Regions from separate parts of the Rattus norvegicus genome. Here all the other regions are linked to region 1. Evidence: chromatin contacts called from public Hi-C data. All regions are on one chromosome and are shown on one strand. Each heading gives the region's core, a stretch centred on a gene start, on an enhancer-like site or on the middle of the called end of the contact. The rest is flanking DNA. Distances are from core to core; before and after follow the strand shown.

Region 1 (2,700 bases), core at 145-2,644:
TCCTCCATCTCCCTCAGCAGCTCCTCCTCCTCTGCCACCACCAAGAGCCGGGGCTGTTCGCCCAAGCTAGGCTCCTTGGGGGTCCCGAGAATTGTCCGCTCCGGTGGCGCTCGGCCCCCAACATCCTCCTGAGAACCGGGTCCCGGAGACCCTGAGGGGGTCCCGCCTGGGCTGCTTCGGCCCCCGAGACAGGCACCGGCGACAGGGGGCGCCGCGAGCAGCGTAGGGGGTTCGGGGCTGCCCGGCGGCGGCCCGCGGGAGCCGGAGCTCGGCGTGGGTGCTCCGCGTAGGGGTTCCCGGTCACTGGAGCCGGTGCCCGACTCGGCGTCGCTGCTGGCGGCGGGGAGCAGGCGCTGCTCATCAGACAAGGGTTCGGAGGCGCAGTCGGAGAGATCCGAGCTGCTGTCCGTGTGGCTGATACGGGTGCCGGCCACCGAGGTCACAGAGAGGGTCACAGCGGGGACCCGGGCGGCTGGAGCGGGGGGCACGACGGCGCGAGCTGGAGGCGTCCCGGGGCCGCGCTTGGCTTTGCGACCCTTCGAGAGGGCAGGCGGCGGCTCGGCCCCAGCCGGCCTCCCGACCCGGGACAGTGGCTCCGCGGGCCCCGCGCGCGTCGCCCTCCTGGTCCCCGGGGCGGCCTTGGCGCCACCCGCCGACCTGGCTCCGGCGCCCGGCGGCGGCTTGTCCTTCGCGCCGGGGACTACGCCGCTGCGTCGGGAGAGGCGACCCGGCGCGGCCGGGGACCCGGGCGACGGCGGCGCCTTCCCGGTAAGGCTGGGCGAGCGAGGAGCGGCGGGAGTCGGGGCACGGCCCGCAGAGGGGGTGGCCGTGGCGGGTCGCGTGTGTAGATCCTTGAGGAAGGGTCTGGCGGGCGAGGGTGCGCGGTGCAGCCTCCTCCTCTCGGCCAGCGGGTGCAGATGGTGGTGGCGGTGATGCTGGCCGGCTGGCTGCGGCTTGGGGTCCGGGGCGCCGCCGCCCGCAGGGCCGTTCAGCGTCTCCATGGCCCGGGCGGCGGCCGCGATCCGCAGCTCAGGCAGCAGATGCTCCGGGCGGCGGCGGCGGCGTGCAGCCTCCCCGCGCGCCCGGTCATCACTGACCCCCTGCCCCGCCCGGCGTGCGCCCCGCGCTCCCGCCGTCCCCTCCCCCGCACTCAGACGACCCAAGGGAGTGTGTCCCCTCGCTCAGGTCAATGGCGCTCGGGTCCTCCTGGCACAGCCGCCGCGGCCGCTCGCATCCCCTGCACCGAGCGTTCAGAGCTCTGAGGCGGCTGCCACGGCCTCGCACAAAAACACTTGTCTGGCGGCGCGCGCTGGGCTCCCGCGTTCCGCTCCCCGCCCACTGCCAGTCCACCGGGATCGGCAGCCACGGCTTCTGCCCGGCGGCTCTGGCGGAGAGAAGCTGCTGCACGCGCGTCCCCCTCCGTCCGGGGCTCGGCGCTCACGCCCCGCCTCCTGCCAGCGGGCCGGGGAGGGGGCGGGGCTGGCAGGAGGGCGGGGCTGCAGCTCCGGGGACGCAGTGCCCACGCGCCCACGCGGCCGAGGACCACTCTCTCCCTTCGGATGTACTGGGGCTACCACCCCAACCGGCTAGGAAGGGAAGAAGCTGGGGTGGAGGGAGGGAAGAGAGCCGGCATCAGCCACTTGGGGACACTGCAGGTGCAGGCCGCGTAGAGGGCCCCTCTGCAGGGGGTGCCAGCCTTCTCTCTCGGTTCCGCCCAACCCCCTCTATCTGACTCCTGCCTCCCCTCTTCAGTTCGCTCCCCTCCGCTCTCCCAGAGTTTCTTTAAGGATCTCTGGTACCGGATGCAGCGTCAAGACCGACACAGCACTCCACAGTTGGCACCCCCAGTGGCCTGGGCAGCTCCGAGAGGGAGGAGCCGCTGTAGAAATAGGAGAAGCAGCTCGCCAAGCTCGGGGTCTGAAAGGGAGCTCACATTTATAGTCCCGGCAGCCTCGCGCCAGGCGCTGCTGCCACGCGCTCTATCCTCTTGGTAACAGTCCCGAATTGGAAATCCTCTCTTCAGGATGAGACGCGGGCACGAGGAAAGGAAGCCGCTTGTCTGAACCCCATGGCTGGGCAGGGATTCAAACCTAGGTCCTCTGCAGAAATCTCAGCTGTACTCGTTGATCTGAGATGTCCAAGGAGCCTGAGTAGGGGTTCCGCTCCGTGGCCAAAACACTTGTGCTTTTGAGTCTCGGATGCCCTCCTCACCTGTAGAGTCAGAGAAAACCGATTCTTGATGGATTCCGATTAACTGAGCAAAGAGCAGGACTCACCCGTCGACTGTCAAGTGCTTTTGACAGATGCTGCGTGTGGCTTAGGTCCCAGGCTTTGGATGTTGGGCAATAAGTGCCCCGGGGACAAGTTTAGTTGTTCTCCGTCTATCTTCAGCATTTGGAGAAGCAAGAGTGGACAAGAAGAAGGTGCCAACGGGGGAATCCTGTATTTTTCCTGAAAGAAGCTGGTTTTGTAGAGAGACCAGTTCACAGCACAGTGTAGGTGGGGCAGGGCTTAGACCTGGGGAGTGAAGGATTCTGATCGGTCCTTTTTTTTAAAGATTTATTTATTTTTATTTATATGAGTACACAGTTCCTGTCTTCAGACACCAGAAGAATGCACGGAATCCCATTACAGATGGTTGTGAGCCACCATGTGGTTGCTGGGAATTGAACTCAGGACCTCTGGAAGAGCAGTCAGTGC
Region 2 (2,700 bases), core at 97-2,596, 140 kb before region 1:
GTTCGTCCCACTCCTTTCTTTTCAACCTTTGAAGGTCTTTCTTATTTACTCAGCAGATCAACCTCACTGTCCCTTAACTTCAGACTGCCCGCCACCTTTTGCAGTCTTTTAGCTGCCTGCTTGCTGTATCTGTCACCCTGAAAGCGCTCCACCTCTGGGACCTTAAGTGTTGAGAGTTTACTCATGTTATTCATGGAAGTTAGTGGGAAGTCTGCAGTTGAACGTGAGGTGACTTCTCTCAATGCCACGTGGAGCTGTCACTGACTTCCACCTCAGAGACACACAAGCAGGGGAGCCACGTGTAACTTGTGAGAACTTTCCTCACAGAAATTCATTACTTCTTCTCATCTGCTCTGTGGAGTAATGCAGCGGTGAACCAGAGGCCTCTGCATAATGGGGGGGAGGGGGCGCAGCCACAAAGGCAGCTCCTCCTGGAGGACCTAATTGAAGACTGCAGGAGAGACCAAGGATTGCTGATGCAGACGATGCCAGCCAATCAGGAACGGCTTTTTGGAAGAGTTTCTTACTGAGGACCAATGGTGCATGGGTGGAGGGTATTAACCAAGCTAGTAGCAGCGTTCCCACGAGCTTGCTGCAGGTTCTCTCCTGCTCCCAGTCTGCCCAGTTGATTCTGCGCCACCTCACCTCCAACCCCCAAAAGGAAGTAGTGTTGGGCAGCGAGTGGTCCAGGGGACAGGCAGCAGGGAGACCCGAGCTAAAGCTCTCCGGTTGAGTCTGACAGCTATAGTATAAAATGAACTCGGGTTCCTACGCTCAAAAAGCTCCTTAGCAGCCCAGCAAACTCAAGTTTCTACAGGGAAGATATTCGCTGTGCTGAAGACTCAGTGGATCTTTGGATTTCTGCCCCTTCCGGCCAATCTCAACCCCAATAGTTACCCTCTGCTGTGCTGAGTTTCCTTCCCCATTATTTGTGAGTCCCTGTCCTTGGACCTCAAGTCTGATCCTTCCAGATTTTCTCTGGGTACGGTTTCCCTCTTTACCCAGCCTCCAGAGGCCCTGTCACAGGCATCATGAAGTGACTCAGAGCTCCCCATCGTGCCCAGATTCTGCTTTGCTGTCCTGCCCTGTGCCTGTGTGCAGAGGAGCGGTTGCAGATGGGTCCCCTGGGGAGGCATTACTTCTGTGTCTGCCACAGCCACAGCCAGAGGACCAATTTGCCAGGACTGCTGACTGCAGAACGAGCTGTGAAAGCAAGCAGAGCCCGAGGCCTGAGGAAGGGGCTGCAGCTGTGAACAGAGCCCTGCAGAGTCCAGGAAGGGCGGCTCGCTTGCTGGACAAAGAGGCCGGTGGACAAAGATCTTTTAGCGATTGCGTTAGCAGGAGGATGGATGAGTCAGAGCTGATAGCGAAGGCAGAGGCATTACAGAGGAAGCAGTGAACTCCTGGGCTCTGTCTGCCCCATTACACCAACCAGGAGGCAGTACCTCCTCCCTAGGGAGCAGTGAGCATGTGTGTCAATCACTTATCGATTTTGTATGGATGCTGCGTCCAGGATTCTTTAATTTCAATAGAACCCCCACAAATACCCAGAGATGGTCATGGTAAAGTTCAGAGCAAAAGAGCCAACGACAGAAAGAATTAGTGAGGAGGGCAGGCCTGTGAGAGTCAAGCTGTCATCCCAGAGTGAGCCAAACTAGCGAACAAACATCCCTGAGAAAATGTCATCTTCCTGGCTTTACCTTTTGTGTTTTCTGTCACTCTGAGAGATAACAAGGGGGAACTTGAGCCTTTTCTCTCCAGATTGTTTCTGAGACAGAAACATGGTCATCCCTGTGTCCTCTAGGCTAGAGTATGATATATGGTTAGTAGGTCGATTGGCTAAATGAAAGAGTCTTGGCCACAGACTTTACACTGAACACCTTACACCAGCTCCAGGATAGAGTTAAAAGGGGTGGATGAAGAATGGAGACTGTGCAGTGGGCGCAAGACTCACAGGAAGAGTCGGTGGCTGTGTGGTCAGAAGTTGGAAGGGACGCGAATTATTGTTGAATGCCGACGAATTGTGTCTTCCCTAACAGGATGTTACTAGAGGCTCCCACGGGCTGTGCTTGTGGCTCAGTCTCTTACACTAAGTACATAGGAGACAGAGCATATGAAGTTGGTGATACGACTCCTTCCTGGGTGTTGTGGGAAACATTAAAAAATGTGGGGGAACCTTTTATCTCGCGCTATTGCTGGCACCTGTGGGGCCACGTGGCACTGCAGGGTATTTTTGTCTCAGTAGCTCCACGTTGCCCCCAAGTACTCTTTGACCCAGGCATCCACGAGCTGTTCTAGCATGTTACCTTGCCATGCTGGTCCCTTGAGTCAGTTCTGGCACTGCTGGGCCATATGGAACTAACCATAATTTATCTCTGGTTCGTATCTCTCCTGGTGGCTGTCTTCTAGCTGCAAACTCTCTGGTTCCAGCGACCTGGTAAAATCAGGGCTCTAGAAGTCCAGCATGGGGCTGGCCTCCTGTGGCTCCCTGACACAGACTCTGCTCAACCCCCATCAACCGCCCTCTGGTAATTAAAGGGTAAACTTCCAACTACCCGGTGACATCATGACTCAGTAAACTGTAACCCAACAATCAGATTTATATGTTAAATTCTCAATCCGGAAGACATACACACAATAAATTCACAACCAGTTGATAAAGATGTAAACCACTCACCTGGGTAAGATAGATTGACCTAC
Region 3 (2,700 bases), core at 110-2,609, 210 kb before region 1:
ATAAAAACCAGAGACCTTTCTTAATTACTCTTTGCTCTGTTTGCTGAGGCATGGATCTCTCACGGATCCTAGAACTCGTGGACTTGGCTAGTTAAGCCTATCAGCTTGCCCACCTCACCAGTGCTGAGATCACAGGCGTAGGGGCTCACCTGCCTGGCTTTAATGAGTGTTGAGGACCTAACCGTCAGGCTTCGTGCTTGTTCAGCAAGTGCTTTATCCACCGGTCTCTGGACACGGCCCAACCCTTCAGCCTTTTCTTACCTTCTCTTTAAAGTTAGCAGGACTCATGCTATTGAGACAACTATTGAGACAAGAGGCCAAAAAAGTATAAAGCAAACTTCCCCACTTTCCAACCACCAGACCCTAACTGCTTGGAGCCTGACCCAGGGACTTGCGGTGCCTCATATAATTAGATCCTAGCTCCCGACGCCTAGTGCCTCAGCGAGGAAGAGTGGGAGTGAGCATTACCTAACCAGATCGCCAGCTACCCATCTTTCCCCTTTTCAAACGAGAGCCCCACTCAAATGGCCTGAGGTAAGGTCCAGAGGCGAAGCCAGGAAACATCCCCTAAATATCATAAAGGGACTCCACTTTCTCTCGAGTACGATTTTCTCTCCTGAGAATTCACTGCCTGTTTCTACCACGTCTGTTCCTCATTAAAACTTCTCCATCAAAGTCACCTTGAGCTTGCTCTTTCGGACACCCCCAGAACTTTTGGGTGAGCGAAGCTCGCCCATGTCCAGCACGTCTCAGCCCTGGTCTGCTTCCTTGGCTCTGGTTGTCTGGGTTACGTTGCAAAGGCTGTCTGTCTCTGCTCTAGCCGTGTGACCTCGGGTGACTTCACAGAGAATCCACCAGCTCAAACAGGGATAATAATAGAGCTTTCTGCAGACATTTGAGGATTCAGCAAGGGAGTCTGCATAGGCACTGGATCAGGAGCCTGGCACCGAGCAGGCATTTGAAAATGTTGGGGGTCAAAAAGAAATAGCCATCAAACACTCAAGCGTCCCCAGAATTCGTGGTTGGGTTTGGAACACTGACAGTCTAGAGAGTGTGTCACACTCAGCAGCCATCTGCTGAGTCATTTTGGAGACGGAGCGGGGTGACCCGCCTCACCCTGGAGCACTGGGCAGTGTTAAGATCTGTAAACGTCAGTCAGAGTTAAAGATAGTTTTATTGTAAGCTCTCTAGATATTATTTTTCTAAAAGGAAACAAATCGTGGTGGTGGGTGGGGGGTAGGGTGATTTGGCTCCCTAATTGACACCCATTGAACTGTCCCTGGCTACCCTGACTCCCTTCAGACTTGGGGTAAACTATGATCTAAACCATCTTTATGCCAGTGCCAGGCATCCTGCCACCCCATGGTCAGTTTGTCTTCTTCCTTTAAGGATTTCCCCATCTCTTTCCACAGGAAACCACAACCATGAACCCCAGGACCTTTTCTGAGTTTGGGGAATCCCTCTAATGAATTTTGGAATCTGGATTATTCTTGGGGAACCAAGGGTCTGTTGCTCTGCGATACCGAATAAAGGCCCGGCTCTGGTCCGTGCCAGTTGTGGGGAGCATCTATCTCCTCATTTAGCAGGGGCCCCTTCCTCCCTTCTATGGCTTGGCTCCAAGGTCAGGACAGGAACAGAGAAGCAACCCTGGTGGAGTGACTTTTCCCCAGGGTAGAGAGCTGGGGCAGACAGGAAGCCTGCTTTTCCCCTGGACCATTTGGTTTTCTTTAGGAAGTGAATTGAATTGAATCTGGAGGGCATCCCGATCTGAGTGTTGGAAGGTCCAGAGCTTGAAGGCAGAACAAGAGAAGAAGCTGAGAATTTCTGGCGAGTTTGTAAACTAGCCTTGCCACAGCCTCGAAGGTTCCAATTCAGACACATTCAACCAGAGCATTCCACTTTTGTTATTATATTTTATTTATCCATTGTTTGGTTCTTTTATTTGGGAGGGAGTCATATAACCATGTGTCTTAGTTAGGGTTTTACTGCTGTGAACAGACACCATGACCAAGACAAAAGACAACTCTTTTTTTTTTTTTTTTTTTCGGAGCTGGGGACCGAACCCAGGGCCTTGCACTTGCTAGGCAAGCGCTCTACCCTGAGCTAAATCCCCAACCCAAGACAACTCTCATAAGGACAACATTTAATTGGGGCTGGCTTACAGGTTCAGAGGTTCAGTCCACTATCATCAAGGTGGGAACATGGCAGCATCCAGGCAGGCCTGGTGCAGGAGGAGCTGAGGGTTCTACATCTTCATCTGAAGGCTGCAAGCAGAATACTGACTTCCAGGAAGCTCAGATGAGGGTCTTAAAGCCCACTCAGAGTGACACACCCACTCCAACAAGGCCACACCCACTCCAACAAGGCCACACCTCCTAATAGTGCCACTCCCTGAGTATATACAAACCATCACACCACGGGTGATACTGAATTCCTCATCTTCCAGCCTCTACCTCCCAGATGCTGGGATTACAGATGTGAGCCGCTACACCCAGCCTATTTCTGTTTGTTTTGTTTTTAAACAAGTTTCTTCTCTGGGAAAACATAGTTCTCCTGTTTATTGTCATTCCCTTTAAAAGATACAGTCTTCCCAACTGCCCGTTTTTTAGTGTGACTCCAGTGCCCTGGGAAGATGCCCTGTGGGGTGTAAACCATGCCAGGAAGTTTGGTAAGGTAGAGCAGGTCGAGACCCAGAGACTC

What was found. Hi-C and Micro-C count contacts between places; a contact is called where the count stands out from the background.
Region 2: a Hi-C map of the Rat2 cell line shows a contact between it and region 1, with 3 times the contacts expected there. The contact joins the enhancer-like site here to the promoter of Mtcl1 in region 1. A contact is called at or near these places in 3 of 12 Hi-C or Micro-C datasets (the Rat2 cell line, kidney and liver).
Region 3: a Hi-C map of hepatocytes shows a contact between it and region 1, with 2.2 times the contacts expected there. The contact joins the enhancer-like site here to the promoter of Mtcl1 in region 1. A contact is called at or near these places in 7 of 12 Hi-C or Micro-C datasets (the A7r5 cell line, Schwann cells, frontal cortex and 4 more).

The regions. Positions count from the first base shown.
Region 1 is chr9:113,886,704-113,889,403 of GRCr8, forward strand. It overlaps Mtcl1 (microtubule crosslinking factor 1), which reads right to left and starts at 1,395. Exons shown (of 14, transcript NM_001427344.1): 1 at 1-1,395. The coding sequence starts at 1,001.
Region 2 is chr9:113,749,520-113,752,219 of GRCr8, forward strand. It overlaps a transcript of Mtcl1 not described here. Among named protein-coding and RNA genes, the nearest start is that of Mtcl1, 140 kb to the right of the region's middle. Within about 2 kb of position 1,347, at least 17 of the 93 cell types and tissues checked have an H3K27ac peak or open chromatin away from gene starts, as enhancers often do.
Region 3 is chr9:113,680,107-113,682,806 of GRCr8, forward strand. No RefSeq gene overlaps it. Among named protein-coding and RNA genes, the nearest start is that of Smokl9, 110 kb to the left of the region's middle. Within about 2 kb of position 1,360, at least 13 of the 93 cell types and tissues checked have an H3K27ac peak or open chromatin away from gene starts, as enhancers often do. A contact at or near this core is called in the A7r5 cell line, where this site is marked.